2 separate regions of the Pelodiscus sinensis genome follow, and region 2 is linked to region 1. The links are chromatin contacts, called in public Hi-C maps. All regions are on one chromosome and are shown on one strand. Each heading gives the region's core, a stretch centred on a gene start, on an enhancer-like site or on the middle of the called end of the contact. The rest is flanking DNA. Distances are from core to core; before and after follow the strand shown. Region 1 holds the start of SMTNL1 (smoothelin like 1). Region 2 holds the start of TMX2 (thioredoxin related transmembrane protein 2).

The links. A called contact is a pair of places that touch in the nucleus more often than the background predicts.
Region 2: a Hi-C map of an unstated tissue shows a contact between it and region 1, with 3 times the contacts expected there. The contact joins the promoter of TMX2 here to the promoter of SMTNL1 in region 1. A contact is called at or near these places in 3 of 5 Hi-C or Micro-C datasets (liver and an unstated tissue).

Annotation. Positions count from the first base shown.
Region 1 is chr4:128,464,677-128,467,376 of ASM4963464v1, forward strand. SMTNL1 (smoothelin like 1) reads left to right here and starts at 1,325. Exons shown (of 10, transcript XM_014571231.3): 1 at 1,325-1,474.
Region 2 is chr4:128,614,766-128,617,465 of ASM4963464v1, forward strand. TMX2 (thioredoxin related transmembrane protein 2) reads left to right here and starts at 1,413. Exons shown (of 8, transcript XM_075928620.1): 1 at 1,413-1,677. The coding sequence starts at 1,489. MED19 (mediator complex subunit 19) reads right to left here and starts at 1,143. Exons shown (of 5, transcript XM_014571181.3): 1 at 816-1,143. The coding sequence starts at 1,050.

The DNA.
Region 1 (2,700 bases), core at 75-2,574:
ATGTTACCATAGAGTGCTAGTTGTTGCTAGACAAGCCGGGAGGTCTAATGAGCCTAGCGTAGCTGAAGGAGCAGTGCCCCCGTCCGGTGGGGGGTGGGCGTTGCAGGGGTTCAGCCCCTTGGTGGGGCGCAGGGGAGGGAGAGAGGCCCCCAAAAGCGGGCAGGTTGGGATCCCCCGGGGCTTCAGGGACAGCAGGGATGGGACCGGCTGGGAGAGTGGGGGGTTGAATGGGGGTGATTGCAGTGGGGGCTGCGGGCTGTGGGGTGACACAGGCTGTGGGGCGGGGTTATGGGGTGGGGGTGATTGCAGTGGGGGCTGTCGGGCTGTGGGGTGACAGGCTGTGGGGAGGGGTTATAGGGTGGGGGTGATTGCGGTGGGGGCTGTCGGGCTGTGGGGTGACACAGGCTGTGGGGAGGGGTTATAGGGTGGGGGTGATTGCAGTGGGGGCTGCGGGCTGTGGGGTGACACAGGCTGTGGGGCGGGGTTATGGGGTGGGGGTGATTGCAGTGGGGGCTGTCGGGCTGTGGGGTGACAGGCTGTGGGGAGGGGTTATAGGGTGGGGGTGATTGCAGTGGGGGCTGTCGGGCTGTGGGGTGACAGGCTGTGGGGAGGGGTTATAGGGTGGGGGTGATTGCAGTGGGGGCTGTCGGGCTGTGGGGTGACACAGGCTGTGGGGAGGGGTTATAGGGTGGGGGTGATTGCAGTGGGGGCTGCGGGCTGTGGGGTGACACAGGCTGTGGGGCGGGGTTATGGGGTGGGGGTGATTGCAGTGGGGCCTGTCGGGCTGTGGGGTGACACAGGCTGTGGGGAGGGGTTATGGGGTGGGGGTGATTGCGGTGGGGCCTGTCGGGCTGTGGGGTGACACAGGCTGTGGGGAGGGGTTATGGGGTGGGGGTGATTGCGGTGGGGCCTGTCGGGCTGTGGGGTGACACAGGCTGTGGGAAGGGGTTATGGGGTGGGGGTGATTGCAGTGGGGGCTGTCGGGCTGTGGGGTGACACAGGCTGTGGGGAGGGGTTATAGGGTGGGGGTGATTGCAGTGGGGGCTGTCGGGCTGTGGGGTGACAGGCTGTGGGGAGGGGTTATAGGGTGGGGGTGATTGCAGTGGGGCCTGTCGGGCTGTGTGGTGACACAGGCTGCGGGGAGGGGTTATGGGGCGAGGGTGATTGCAGTGGAGGCCTGTCGGGCTGTGGGGTGACACAGGCTGTGGGGAGGGGGTCATGGGGTGAGTACATAGGGGGCCGGCTGAGGGTGGGGCTGTGACGTTATTTGCCATAGGCTCCCAGAGTCCCCTGTCCACGGAGGCGGATCAGGCCAGGAGCAGAGCCTCCGGAGCCTGGGCACAGCCAGTACCATTGTGTCGGGCACCATCAGCCCCTCTCTCCCTTTGAGCCCAGGCAGGCAACACCTCTCGCCATAGGCCCCAGAGAGAAAGAGCAACACTATAGTGTGGACCCCACCGCCAGTGGAGCTGAGGTAGGATCTGTCCGATCAAGCCCCATACATTTCATAAGTACATGCCCTAGCCTGGCTGCCAGCCTTACCACCTGCCTGCCATTAACAAATGCATGGGACTCTGTGTCCTCCTAACAGCTGCTGTTGGCCTCTGAGCCAGCGATGGTCAGAGCCTTGTACTAAATACAGAGCCAGGCAGCTCGTCCTTGGCAGTGTGTGCACCTGCTTTGTCGTGCCCCGCCCCTGTATTACACATGGGGAAACAGGGGCAGAGACTCGCCCAAGTTCAGAATCAGGACTGAACCCAGTTCTCCTGACTCCCAGTTCCCAGCTCTACCCACCAGAGCAGCATTTCCCAATTTAATTTAGCCATGGAACCCTTTTAAACTCAAAAGAATTTTGCAGAATCCCTAATAACAGTCTAATAGATGGACATCAGCACTGACTAGTGACGTCATCATCCCCACTCTCTGGCTAAGCTGGCATTACACAGGGACACTTATTGTGGCAAACACAAATGAAAATTGTTGTCAATAAAATTAATAAATGCTTCAATATTATTTTTTTAATAAGAAAATGTTATTGGAATGGAATTTTCGTGCGGAACCCTTATTTTTACTTCGGGGAACCCCGGGGTTCCGTGGAACACCATTTGGGAAACACTGCTCGAGAGCATGCAGCCTTTGCCTTTAGGAGGGAGGCATCGGGTATGGCTAAGCCATAGATGCCAGGGGAAGGCAGGTAACAGCTGCAGAGGGAGCTGCCTGGGCACTGGATTGGGTGGAACCTGCCCTGTCTTTTCCTTCTGCCCCATTTATGACCATCTCGCACAACAGTGTCTCAGCCCCAGCATCTGGCCAGGCTGGTGAGCCAGGCCCCAGAGCTGCCTGCCCTTGAGGATAGAGACCAGTTGTGCTACCCTGGGTGGCCTGGATGTTCCCCAGTTACGGGGAAGGGGGAGAGTCTCCTTCCTGATTGGCTGGAAAACTGAGTCCCGCCTGTGCAGTGGGAAGTAACCCCCAAATCCAGCAGTGAAGTACCTGTATCTCACGGGTTTGGGAGGGACTGAGGACTCTGCTATGGTCACCCACCTAGGGGTGCACCTGTAATTCCTAGGCCTGGCCACAGGGTGGCAGAGCTGCCTAAGTAATGACAGTACTGGGGGGAGGGGTGACGACAGCCCCCTGGCCCACACCCCAGTGGGAAAGAGACCCCTGGGAGCAGGGTGACCCCATGGCTCTGTTAGC
Region 2 (2,700 bases), core at 163-2,662, 150 kb after region 1:
TTAGTTTAAGCTGTCTCCAGCAGCAAGCTTGGGCTGGCCCTTGCCTGGCTCAGCACAGTGGGGAGACTTCATTACTATCTGCAGTGCACTGGGCTACAGGTGCAGCAGACCTCAGCCCGGCCTGCTCAAGAGCAGGGGCAGAGCCCCTCCGCTAACCAGAGCGGCTGGGACACGGCAGCGCCGCACCACGGGCTGGAGACTCACGTGGCTGCCTGGCAACAGGGGAAGGAAACGGGATTTAGCCCCATTAACCGCATCAGAGCTGGACTGTGGCCCAGCCCCTGGGGATCCTACATGAGCAGCCAGGGCCTTGGGTGGGAGCAGCCTCCCCCATCCCACAGACGTCTGCCTCCCTCCCCTGGGCACCCCCCACCGCCCTGGGGCAGCACTGTTCCTGGGGCAGCACAAGAGTCTGGGAAATGGCTCATGCAGACCCAGTTGGGAGCAGGCTCTCTCTCCCCTCCCCCCCCGTCTCCATTGGCTACGAGCACCCATATTCCCCCCCCAAACATCTTCTTGCATCATGATTGGCTCCCAGAACTGCCAATCCAGTCATTCATACACACTGCCTCCCCCATAGGTTTCCGACTTCCCCATTGGAGGAAAGGGCTGACAATCCAAAAAACCTCTTCAGCCCCGCCTCCACCAGACCGTCTGTTTCGCCTATTGGGCTGGAGAAAACAGGCCCAGCCATTAATAGGCGGGGAGAGAGGCCAATCAGAAATCTGAGCAATCCGATTGGCCAGACCCCTAAAGGCCGCCCCCTGAACTCGATTGGCCAAAGTCCGCAAAGTCCCGCCCCCTGCACTCGGTACCTGGGAGTTCCCGCATTAGGTAGAAGGGGCCGCTGGCAGCCGCGGCCTTGCGGGCGGCGTCCTCTGCGCTCTGGGGCGCGGCGGCTGTGGGTGGCGGGCCGGCGCCGGGACCGCCCGGCTTCCCCGGCCCGAAGCCCAGCGCGGCGGCCGCGGCAGGAGGCGGCGGCTCAGCCCCTCCGAAGAGAGCAGAGAAAGGCTCCATCGTCCCAGCATGCCCCGCGCGTTCTCCTCCCATTGGCTCGGCTCCTCGAGGAGTTGACAGTCTGCCTTGTCCTCATTGGAGGGCGGCCTGTCCTATCTATGGCTGTGATTGGCCCATCTATTTTGAACTCCGCCCACTGTTTATCTCTGATTGGACAAAAATGCTACATTCCTCTGCCTGACGTGATTGGTTTTCTCCCATGCGCACTGTGATGACAATCAGGTCTGGCCTTTACGTCATTCCAAATTCCGATATCTGATTAGTCCCTCGCTCTACAAAGGCAGGCCCCCTTGAAATCCATTTAGCCAATTGGATGTGTCTAATTTTGAGGGGCAGCGGTATCAACCAATGAGAATGGGTCTTTCTTACAGTTCCTGTCCTCATCACGATTGGCATTAAGATTAGCCAATAGGGATCGGTGGAGCGTGCGCGGTCGTCCCGGCGGTGCGGGGCTGCTCAGTGGAGGTGAAGATGGCGGTGCTAGCCCCGCTGCTGGCGCTGTTCTACTCGGTGCCTGGGCTGTGCCGCTGGCTGGCGCGGCCCTATTACCCGCTCTCGGCGCTGCTCTCCGCCGCCTTCCTGCTGGTGCGCAAAGTGCCGCCGCTCTGCCAGGGGCTGCCCACCCAGCGCGAGGATGGGAACCCCTGCGACTTCGACTGGGTGAGTCCCGAGCCCCCCTGCCTCCCCCCCCCTGCGACTTCGACTGGGTGAGTCCCGAGCCCCCCTGCCTCCCCCCCCCCTGCGACTTCGACTGGGTGAGTCCCGAGCCCCCCTGCCTCCCCCCCCTGCGACTTCGACTGGGTGAGTCCCGAGCCCCCCTGCCTCCCCCCCTGCGACTTCGACTGGGTGAGTCCCGAGCCCCCCTGCCTCCCCCCCTGCGACTTCGACTGGGTGAGTCCCGAGCCCCCCTGCCTCCCCCCCCCTGCGACTTCGACTGGGTGAGTCCCGAGCCCCCCTGCCTCCCCCCCCCTGCGACTTCGACTGGGTGAGTCCCGAGCCCCCCTGCCTCCCCCCCCCTGCGACTTCGACTGGGTGAGTCCCGAGCCCCCCTGCCTCCCCCCCCCTGCGACTTCGACTGGGTGAGTCCCGAGCCCCCCTGCCTCCCTCCCCCCCCCCGCGACTTCGACTGGGTGAGTCCCGAGCCCCCCTGCCTCCCCCCCCCCGCGACTTCGACTGGGTGAGTCCCGAGCCCCCCTGCCCCCCCCCCTGCGACTTCGACTGGGTGAGTCCCGAGCCCCCCTGCCTCCCCCCCCTGCGACTTCGACTGGGTGAGTCCCGAGCCCCCCTGCCTCCCCCCCCCCTGCGACTTCGACTGGGTGAGTCCCGAGCCCCCCTGCCTCCCCCCCCCCTGCGACTTCGACTGGGTGAGTCCCGAGCCCCCCTGCCTCCCCCCCCCCTGCGACTTCGACTGGGTGAGTCCCGAGCCCCCCTGCCTCCCCCCCCCCTGCGACTTCGACTGGGTGAGTCCCGAGCCCCCCTGCCTCCCCCCCCCCTGCGACTTCGACTGGGTGAGTCCCGAGCCCCCCTGCCTCCCCCCCCCCTGCGACTTCGACTGGGTGAGTCCCGAGCCCCCCTGCCTCCCCCCCTGCGACTTCGACTGGGTGAGTCCCGAGCCCCCCTGCCTCCCCCCCCCTGCGACTTCGACTGGGTGAGTCCCGAGCCCCCCCTGCCTCCCCCCCTGCG